3 separate regions of the Mus musculus genome follow, and all the other regions are linked to region 1. Evidence: chromatin contacts called from public Hi-C and HiChIP or PLAC-seq data. All regions are on one chromosome and are shown on one strand. Each heading gives the region's core, a stretch centred on a gene start, on an enhancer-like site or on the middle of the called end of the contact. The rest is flanking DNA. Distances are from core to core; before and after follow the strand shown.

The links. Hi-C and Micro-C count contacts between places; a contact is called where the count stands out from the background. HiChIP or PLAC-seq counts read pairs in DNA pulled down with a chosen protein or histone mark.
Region 2: an H3K4me3 HiChIP or PLAC-seq map of embryonic basal ganglia shows a contact between it and region 1, with 2.8 times the contacts expected there. The contact joins two enhancer-like sites. A contact is called at or near these places in 1 of 15 datasets of contacts at CTCF or cohesin (pro-B cells), 9 of 484 Hi-C or Micro-C datasets (the AML12 cell line, the HL-1 cell line, the N1E-115 cell line and 6 more) and 2 of 115 datasets of contacts at active chromatin or transcription factors (embryonic basal ganglia and neural progenitor cells).
Region 3: a Hi-C map of the N1E-115 cell line shows a contact between it and region 1, with 2.7 times the contacts expected there. The contact joins two enhancer-like sites. A contact is called at or near these places in 5 of 484 Hi-C or Micro-C datasets (the N1E-115 cell line, adipose-derived mesenchymal stem cells, embryonic stem cells and 2 more) and 1 of 9 other capture datasets (embryonic stem cells).

What each region holds. Positions count from the first base shown.
Region 1 is chr13:29,369,800-29,372,549 of GRCm38.p6, forward strand. All of the region lies in intron 13 of Cdkal1 (CDK5 regulatory subunit associated protein 1-like 1), which reads right to left. Among named protein-coding and RNA genes, the nearest start is that of A330102I10Rik, 350 kb to the left of the region's middle. Within about 2 kb of position 1,337, at least 68 of the 459 cell types and tissues checked have an H3K27ac peak or open chromatin away from gene starts, as enhancers often do. A contact at or near this core is called in the N1E-115 cell line, embryonic basal ganglia, neural progenitor cells and 1 more, where this site is marked.
Region 2 is chr13:29,609,282-29,612,031 of GRCm38.p6, forward strand. The region is part of intron 9 of Cdkal1 (CDK5 regulatory subunit associated protein 1-like 1); the gene reads right to left. Among named protein-coding and RNA genes, the nearest start is that of Cdkal1, 250 kb to the right of the region's middle. Within about 2 kb of position 1,315, at least 64 of the 459 cell types and tissues checked have an H3K27ac peak or open chromatin away from gene starts, as enhancers often do. A contact at or near this core is called in embryonic basal ganglia, neural progenitor cells and stem cell-derived neurons, where this site is marked.
Region 3 is chr13:29,502,236-29,504,985 of GRCm38.p6, forward strand. The region is part of intron 11 of Cdkal1 (CDK5 regulatory subunit associated protein 1-like 1); the gene reads right to left. Among named protein-coding and RNA genes, the nearest start is that of Cdkal1, 350 kb to the right of the region's middle. Within about 2 kb of position 1,391, at least 102 of the 459 cell types and tissues checked have an H3K27ac peak or open chromatin away from gene starts, as enhancers often do. A contact at or near this core is called in the N1E-115 cell line, where this site is marked.

The DNA.
Region 1 (2,750 bases), core at 87-2,586:
GATTAAAGGTGTGCGCCACTACTACTACGCCTGGCTTAGACTGTTTTCTTGTTAAAACACCACTTTTGGTAAACTGACTTATATATAAGATTAAGTCTAAGTGTACCAGTTTCTTTTCACTTTTAAAAGGTGGTACTGGGGACCCTCCTCCAGGTCTATCTGGACAAGTGTAGTTCTCATCCCTACCAAGGAAGCGTCTCTTTGCAACAGAGGGAAAACCATGGAAAACCACCCCCAATTGGTATGTAGAGTTGTGGAGGCTAGTCCCAACTGATATCTATAGCACGACTTCTACACCTAAGATTCAGGATCATTGGAGAAGAGGGGACAGGAAGGTTGTAGGAGCCAGAACGGGCAGTTTTCTGAGAGACTCTGTTCCCTAGAAGTGTCATAAGCTACACCCATGAAGTCTCATGAGCTGAACAGGAAGGGATGGGTTGTCCAATACTGAATGGTTAGCCCTGAAAATATATGCACACAAGTAACATTATATAGATCAAGCAGGCTATATTCATGAATTTAGGAACACACACACACACACACACACACACACACACACACGGAACGGGGACTTGAGCACATTTTAAAAAATATGGCTAGCAGGAAATTAAAAAAAAAATCTGTAGTTTACCCTGAGTTTTTCCTGCACATGGGTACTCTAGATCACTGTGATGCTGTCAGAGACTCTCACAGGTCACACCACCCCTTGTACTATTCAGAAGAGGGCCATTCAGGTAAGTCTTAGATAAGAAGGCAGCTGTATCTGCAAATTGTAAAGACAGGCTCGATTGTTGTTTGGGCCATTAAATTATTCCTGCGTCTCTCCAACCCCCTCCAAATTACAGCTTCCCTAACATTTTAGGGTGTAATCAATTTGAGATTTTACACTGGGATTTTTGGGACATCCTGGGACTAGGAGAAAGATGATCCAAACTGTCACATATTCTTTATGACTGAAAAAGTGGCCACAGAAACAGCAATAGCAGAGGAACTTAAAAAAGGCAGAGAGGGGGATGCTCATTTCCAAACTTAAACAAAAAACAAAAAACTTTAAGCCAAAAAAAAAGAATGCCCAAAACACATACCGGCTTTGGTAAAATAAATCTTTTATTATCCACCTCTCTACCAGAGAAGTCAGTGTACACAGGAGTGATAAATAACAAGTGTGGTGAGACACAGCCCACTATCTGCCAACCATTTGCCAGTCAGGACTGAGGCCGAGGAAGCAGAGAGGATTAAGCAGAAATCAAAGACTGCCAAGCTCTAATGGTGTCTAATTAGCATAACAAAAGACACAGCCACAATCTTTCAGCAGCGGGCCATACATCTCATTAAAGAAGACTGAATAGCAATTATTCTCTCCTGCTATCCTTCCTTTCCCTTGCTTCTAGGCTTAGCTCCGGGAGACCCTGAGACCAGAGCTGGAGAGCCTCTGCTTTGTTAGCCAAGCATCTGGGCAGTAGGGGGAAAAATCCACTTGCAGGACCAGACACCTGCACTCTCAGTCTTCTCTGCTGGGGCAATGGATCTTCTTAAGCACAAGCAAGTCCTGCTATCCATCTGATAGGACTCCCACCGAAAGAGGTCTTTGTTGACCTAACAAAACAAAACAAGACCCCAAACTAAATCCCATCCCCCTTAAAAGTCTGCATTGAAAGAAACTTACTTCTACCTATGTGCTTCTCTTCCCCCAGCCTAGCAATTCCTTCTCAATGTTATGTCCCTGTCTGAGACATAATGAAGCGAAATTGAAATCCTACCACATTCTATTGCAACCTGTAATTAGCTGGGTGCACACGTACATGCACACATCATGCAATTTAAATGAGAGTCTTGGTTCAGACCTCGTCTCTGTGCTTCCTTTGGATGACAGACAAGTGTGAAAATACATGAAATTCAACACGGGGAGACAGACAGGACTTGTGGACAGGGGACTTTTTTTTTTTGCACATATTTAAACCAAGAATAAAAGATCCCACTGAACCAAATAAGCAAACAAACTTATTTCTCTAGAGTGATTGCTAAAAAAACCAAAAGTCTCAATGAATTCTAATATTCATCTATTCTGGGGTAAGGGCTGAGCCAGAAGATGAATAAAAAAAAATGACACAGTCATTTAATCTAAGCAATTATCAGTTCTGAACACTACTTTTTGATCAGTAATGCCCTTCTCAAAAGGAAATTTGGTGCGAGAGTTCTTTGATTTTTCCCCCCCCTTTCCCATAATGGCTTCAGCTGCCAAGCACAATATTGCACTGTGGACTGAAGCCAAATCTAGCCAGGTCTGTGGCCGCTCTAGGAGAGCTGTTTATCACAGATGCAGACAGGAACCTTTGCTGCAGCTCCCAGAATGGCACAGGAAAAAGCAGCCAACTGGCTGGCCTGCCTGGGAAAACCTATGCAGTCTGTCTGGGCTTTCCAAACTCCTCTAGGACTACTGTATGGCAGGCACCAGGAGACGCTGGGACCACTGAAGCTAGACTGAAAGTTGTCCAGACACTTGAAGGCTATAATATTTTGTGTGGGACAGTACATAGTTGAAATAGCCTTTGGGGAGCACTTAAATCCTACAAGGCCTTCTAATATGTGGTAAAGGACTTGGGACTCCAGAGTTGTGCTAGACCATAGTCCCTGTTTTATGGTCCTAACCAGTACTAGGCCCATCCATGCTCCTCTCATATGCCCTGTGCTCAAGCACATATTCCTGCCACCCTAAAGTCACACAAAGTCAGACCTTTCCTTTTTCCCAG
Region 2 (2,750 bases), core at 65-2,564, 240 kb after region 1:
CATTCATATAGGCCACTTTCCATTTTCAGAGCATTCAGAGTATCACACGACAAAATCCAGGAGGGTTACTTCTGTGGGTAAAGTCACTAAGCCGATGGTATTAAGATACAGTCACGGCTCTAGAGTCCAACCTAGAGTATCCTGAGATACCGCACGTCGTCATGCTGTATGTAGCCTAGAAAACTCAGTGATGAGGAAAGTCTTTACTAACACTGTTTGTGTTCTACAGGGCAGATGCAGTGCCTTCCAATCACAACCAAAGCAGCCAGATGGGAGCTCTCTGCGGGCCTTCCCTGTGCTGCCCTAACACTAGTTAAGTCCTTCAGCAAGCTCTAAACATACTTCCTCACGCCACAGACCTCGGGCACTCTGTCTCTTTTAGTATTTCAGCCATTCTTTAGTATGCAGCCCAGTGGCATTCGTGGCACACTTCCTTCACTGGTCTCTCATTCTGAAACATGCCAGAAAGAGAATCTTGGTGATGCATAAAGCAAAAGCCGCATCAGCTTCTATAAATACAATACAGTTTTTAAATAAGCAAAGAAAATACATTTTAGTAGCTATTAACTCTTTTACATGTATATCATACTTTAATTTGTAAGTTGTTTCAAAGGCCAAAGATCATTTGGCTGATTTAAATAAGCAGCTGCTCTGCTTTGTTAAAATAACTATTGCAATGGTAAGCAGTTTAGACTGACTAGTCACGTGACTGCCACTAAGGATGGCGAGCATCACTCCCAAACAAAATCAGAGTGATGATTTATTTTAATAAATTGCAGACAGCCGCGATCATGAATGACATCACCTCCATCCACTGCTGAGAGGAGACACTGAACAGATGAAGTGCTGTTTAAAGTCAATGGGGCCCTGACTTAGGGGACAGAAGGATTAATGAGAAATCGAGGATCTGCCACATGGTGCTGCTGGGCTGCTCGCTGTGGTCTCAGTGCATGCGAAGCCCCAGGGCCCCACCTGGTACCCTAACTGTGCACTTATGTTTCATTACACCTTGGCCATTGCTATGCATGCTGATTACCAGCGAGTATCAATTCCTCTCACTGTCGCACACCTCTGCAGTGCCCCAGCACTCAACTGTGAAAACTCCGGCACTCCACTCCTCAGAACACAAGGCCCATGCTGCTAAAACCACAGAGAGTAAATTATTTGTCACTCGACGGGGTGCCAATTCGGTTTCCTGAGGATGACATCATGCCCATTTTACCAATAACAATGGCACTAACAAGACCTTGTAATCAACAAACCTCAGGCCTCTCCCAGCCCTGGCAGGTGCAACTCTCTTTATGCTAAAAATAAGCCAACATTAGCTTCAGCTCCAAACTATTTCTTTTATCACAATGCTAAGCAGAAGTTGGCTTCCATAAGGCAGTGCAGCTGCTGCTGCCGAGGCCGCTTCTGCAGATGCCTGCATTAATTGTATCAAGGACATACTGAACTAAGTGCTTATTCAGCACAATGGCTATTGGGGAGCAGCTGGAGGCACAAGACAAACTGTCTTGAAGGGAATGTCCCAGCCCAGTGTGTAAATTACAATGATGAAGTACAAAGAGTCTAAGTTTAAGGGTCTAATATAACTGCAGAGTGGGGCAAAAATGTAGTGTTATCAGTGGAGGCCAGATCCAATAAATAAGGAAGAGAGACTTGCAGATTTCACCACCATTGCAGTCACTGCTGTGGGAGATGCTGAGACCCATTTCCACCCAGGAGGAAGGGGACTCCTCACTTAAAACTATCAGCGGTGCCGGCATTGACCAGCTTGCATGTGCAGGTCAGAATACAATCCCCTCATTGCAGTAATAAGTGGCAAAATCAAAACAGCCTTGTTTACTACACATAAGCAAGACTTGGCTGAAAATTAAAGAGACTGGCTAGTTTTCTTCCTGGGTTATTCAAGGGGGTGCCTATAAGCATCACTGCCTGCTCTCCAGGCATGTTCTCCTCTTACGTTAGTGAATCTCCGTGAATTCAGGGTGATTAAACACTATTCCAGCTGACAGGTAATTACAGAGCTTCTGCCCATAGGAGTTTAGATAGGGATGGAGAAAATGTGCCTGCAAACACCCCAGGAGCATCCTGAGTGGCTTTGCTACTATGGACAGAACATGAGCAGAGAGGACAGGGCAGGCTCAGATTATAAAGTCAGATTCTGAGATTATGGCTTCTCTCTCAGTCTGTGCCAGGGTCTCTTCTCTAGAAAAGTGGAATGAGGATGGCCACACCCATGCATTAGTTGGGAAACTGACCTGAAAGCAGGCAGTCGATCCAATAACAAGATCCCTATGACTTGATCCTCCCCATAAGCCTCTGCGCAAAGATACTCAGATGTAAATTCAAGCCTTGGGAAATTAAAATTGCTCTTTTTTTCCCCCCAAAGAATTAAGAAATGGTTAAAATGAGAATACTGATACATGAATGTCAACCATACACATAGTACCAGTACAATTTGTTGTTATTTCAGCTAAGTTCTAAAGTGGTGTAGTACATTAAAGAGGTAGATGCTCTGCTACGGACTCTGAAAAGCATCCTCAGACAAGATTACCTGCACCAGTACTCAGCCTGGACCCCAAACCCTCACTGCCTCAGGCTCCACTTTCGTGTCAGTACAGAACTTCTCAGCAATGTTGTCATCACAGCGAAATGCTGTTACTGTCATATACAAACCACCATATAATATGCATTTCTTTACAAGCCCAGATGGTATGAGGCTAGATGCAAGCCATCTACCCAACTTT
Region 3 (2,750 bases), core at 141-2,640, 130 kb after region 1:
TTCACGAACAAGGACACAAGAGTTTTCAGATCAGTCATTATCACACCTCTCCCCTGTGCCCATCAAGAGCTTCTTGAGTGTGCCCCAGGCCACACTTGGGGTGTGAAGGATGATGAGAGGCTAATGTCTAAGTGGCACCTGTGGGCAGCGGGTGGATGAAGTGGCCCTTTGTGGCAAGTCCCAGCCTATGGCTGAGGTGTTGCTTTGGTTCTTGCAGAATTATCCATAAACTGCATAGAAAAGCTTCAGCGTGGCTAATGTGAACATGGAGGAATACCATCAAAAGGAAAGACTTGGGAACCAGAAAGACAGCTCTAGGGGCATCAAAGTGTTCAACTTCTTCAGCCAGTTTCAGCCATAGAGCAAATGCTGATGGCACAGGGGCCATTGGAGGACAGCTGGACCACTAAGTAAGTACCCTACTAAGTAAGCAGCCAGGCTGCATGGAAGCTGGAAGGCCAGAGGGTGAGGGGGTCAGGAAAAGGATGAGCAGGAAAGGAGGGGAGAGAGCTGAGGCATGCCAAGAAGGTTCTGAGCACCACCAGTATTAGTAGCTATCGTAAATGGACAACATAATTCATGAGGTCATGTCCAATCACAGATAAAGATACCCAAACAACCCCGAGTGTCTGGAAAGGAAACAATTTTCTCTGATAACATCTTCCTTAAGACTGCGTATGTGTCTGGTTTTATACACCGGCTGTCTCAGTTTTTCTCCACAATGAATTCCTGGAAAATGCATCATGAAAGTCTGCCTTTCCTCACAGGAATAATAAAAACATGGACTGCTGCTCTCCTGTCTGTGACTCAGCATGGAACAAACTGTGATAAGACCACAACTATACCATAAAAGCAAAGATATAACAATAACCCACACAATCCTGGGAAACTCAAACAACAGCCTCCAAGTCATTAAAGGGAGCATTGTAGAATGCAGGGGACCTCTGAGTTTGCTCAAGTCCTGCCACTCAAAAGGTGAGGCTAACACTGAACCAAGAGAAATCAGTTTATTTCAAATCTAACAGTTAGGCTTCTTTCTGACATTTAACTGGAAAGCTGTCAACCTACTTCAAAAGAATTGCCCCACGTGGGCTAAAATTGATGTAAGTATGCAGAGATGTACAGTGAACCCACAAAACAGTAAGATACAAATGTGCCCGATTGTTTTATATCATCCAACATTTATATATTAGCTATAATAATAGCATACATATACTTCTATTTAATTGTACACTGTAACCTGTGGCTATGGCCTCCACCGCAAAAGCAAGGAAAAGAGAAAAAAAAAAAAAAGAAGAAAAGAAAACAAAAAAAGAACTCACGCAGAACCCTTAGGAGCTGCTAGCAAGTTGGAAAGAATCCAAGTGTTTCCTCAGGAGGAATGACTAAGCAAAGGAGTGAGCTGATACTATGTTATATAACTTCTAAGCAGTGATTGCTGTATGAAAAAGCCCCACTGAGACCCAAGGAAGCATTCTAAAGAGGAGAGGTCACTTTTGGTGACACAGTCTCCCTTTAGTCATTCATGCTCTCATAATTAACACCTTTCCCACACTCACAACTAAGCAACTACCTACCTAACTGAATACTGACGAGATAATCCTGAGCTCAGGACTTTCTGGAAACTGCCTCAATGCCTAAATGAGTCTGTCAGAGCTGCACAGTCTAATGCCAGCCCTCAGGCTGCTTTAGAGTCCATTCTAGACAAGAAAATTGCTTCAAATGTTTGGATGTTCAGTTGACTTGTTTCCAAAGTTATTCTACATCACATAACTGTGAAGTCTACACTAGCAATACGAATATAGGAAAATGTATTTATTTTCTTGATGAAAATATAACTGCCAAACTTGTTATTCTATTATCTTTGCCACCATTACTTAGCAATCAGTAAGAAAGAGGTCACATGTCAATATTCCCAAACCTTTCTTCCCTACACAAACATCTCACCATGTGACTGAGAAGTGATGAGCCCAGAGTGGACGTGCTCCCATTTATGCCACACAGAAGCTGAGCAGGTGTGGTCCATGGTGTATCAAACACCGAGTGCCACCCTGTTTATGGTGTCTAGTCTGTCTTAAAACCTACAGGGCACCGTACCATAAATGAAAACCCAACTGCAAAGTAAAACCCAAATCAGGAATATTTTTGGGCAAATACTATTTGGAGGACAGAATTTTTGCTACTGGAGAATAGAGGTATGTACAAATAAGGAGCCAATTAGTCAGAAGATTTAGAGACTAAAGTTTATGAGATGAGAAGGGTTGACTGACAAAGAGAATCATTTGATTTATGTGCGTCAAGACTTGGGCATTCTGGTTTTTGAACATACATTCATTTACAGAGAAAGCACAAAGGCTGTTCCTATCAAAACACTGCTGCTCAGTTCTCCCGAGACTCATGGGAGAAGGTAAATTAATAATCCCACTGGAAGGACTTGGTCCTTCCCAGAAAGGACATCTTTTTGTCTGTTCATCAGACAAAAACTGAGCAAATGTACTTTACAAGGACTTTATATCACCTGAGAGGAAAGCACGGACAACAGTTCCAGAAACCTAACACGTTTCCATCAGTGTGTGTATGTACAATTGATAAAATTTGCTATTACTAACGTTCAAAGGCCAATGGCAGAAACAAATTAAATCATAATTTATCTCCAGACTCTAAAAAGAAAACTTCCTTAAAGCAAACTGCTGTTTTCCCTGTATTCATCCCCATGCTTTCAGCCTTAGATCACTCTTCCAGTCAGTATT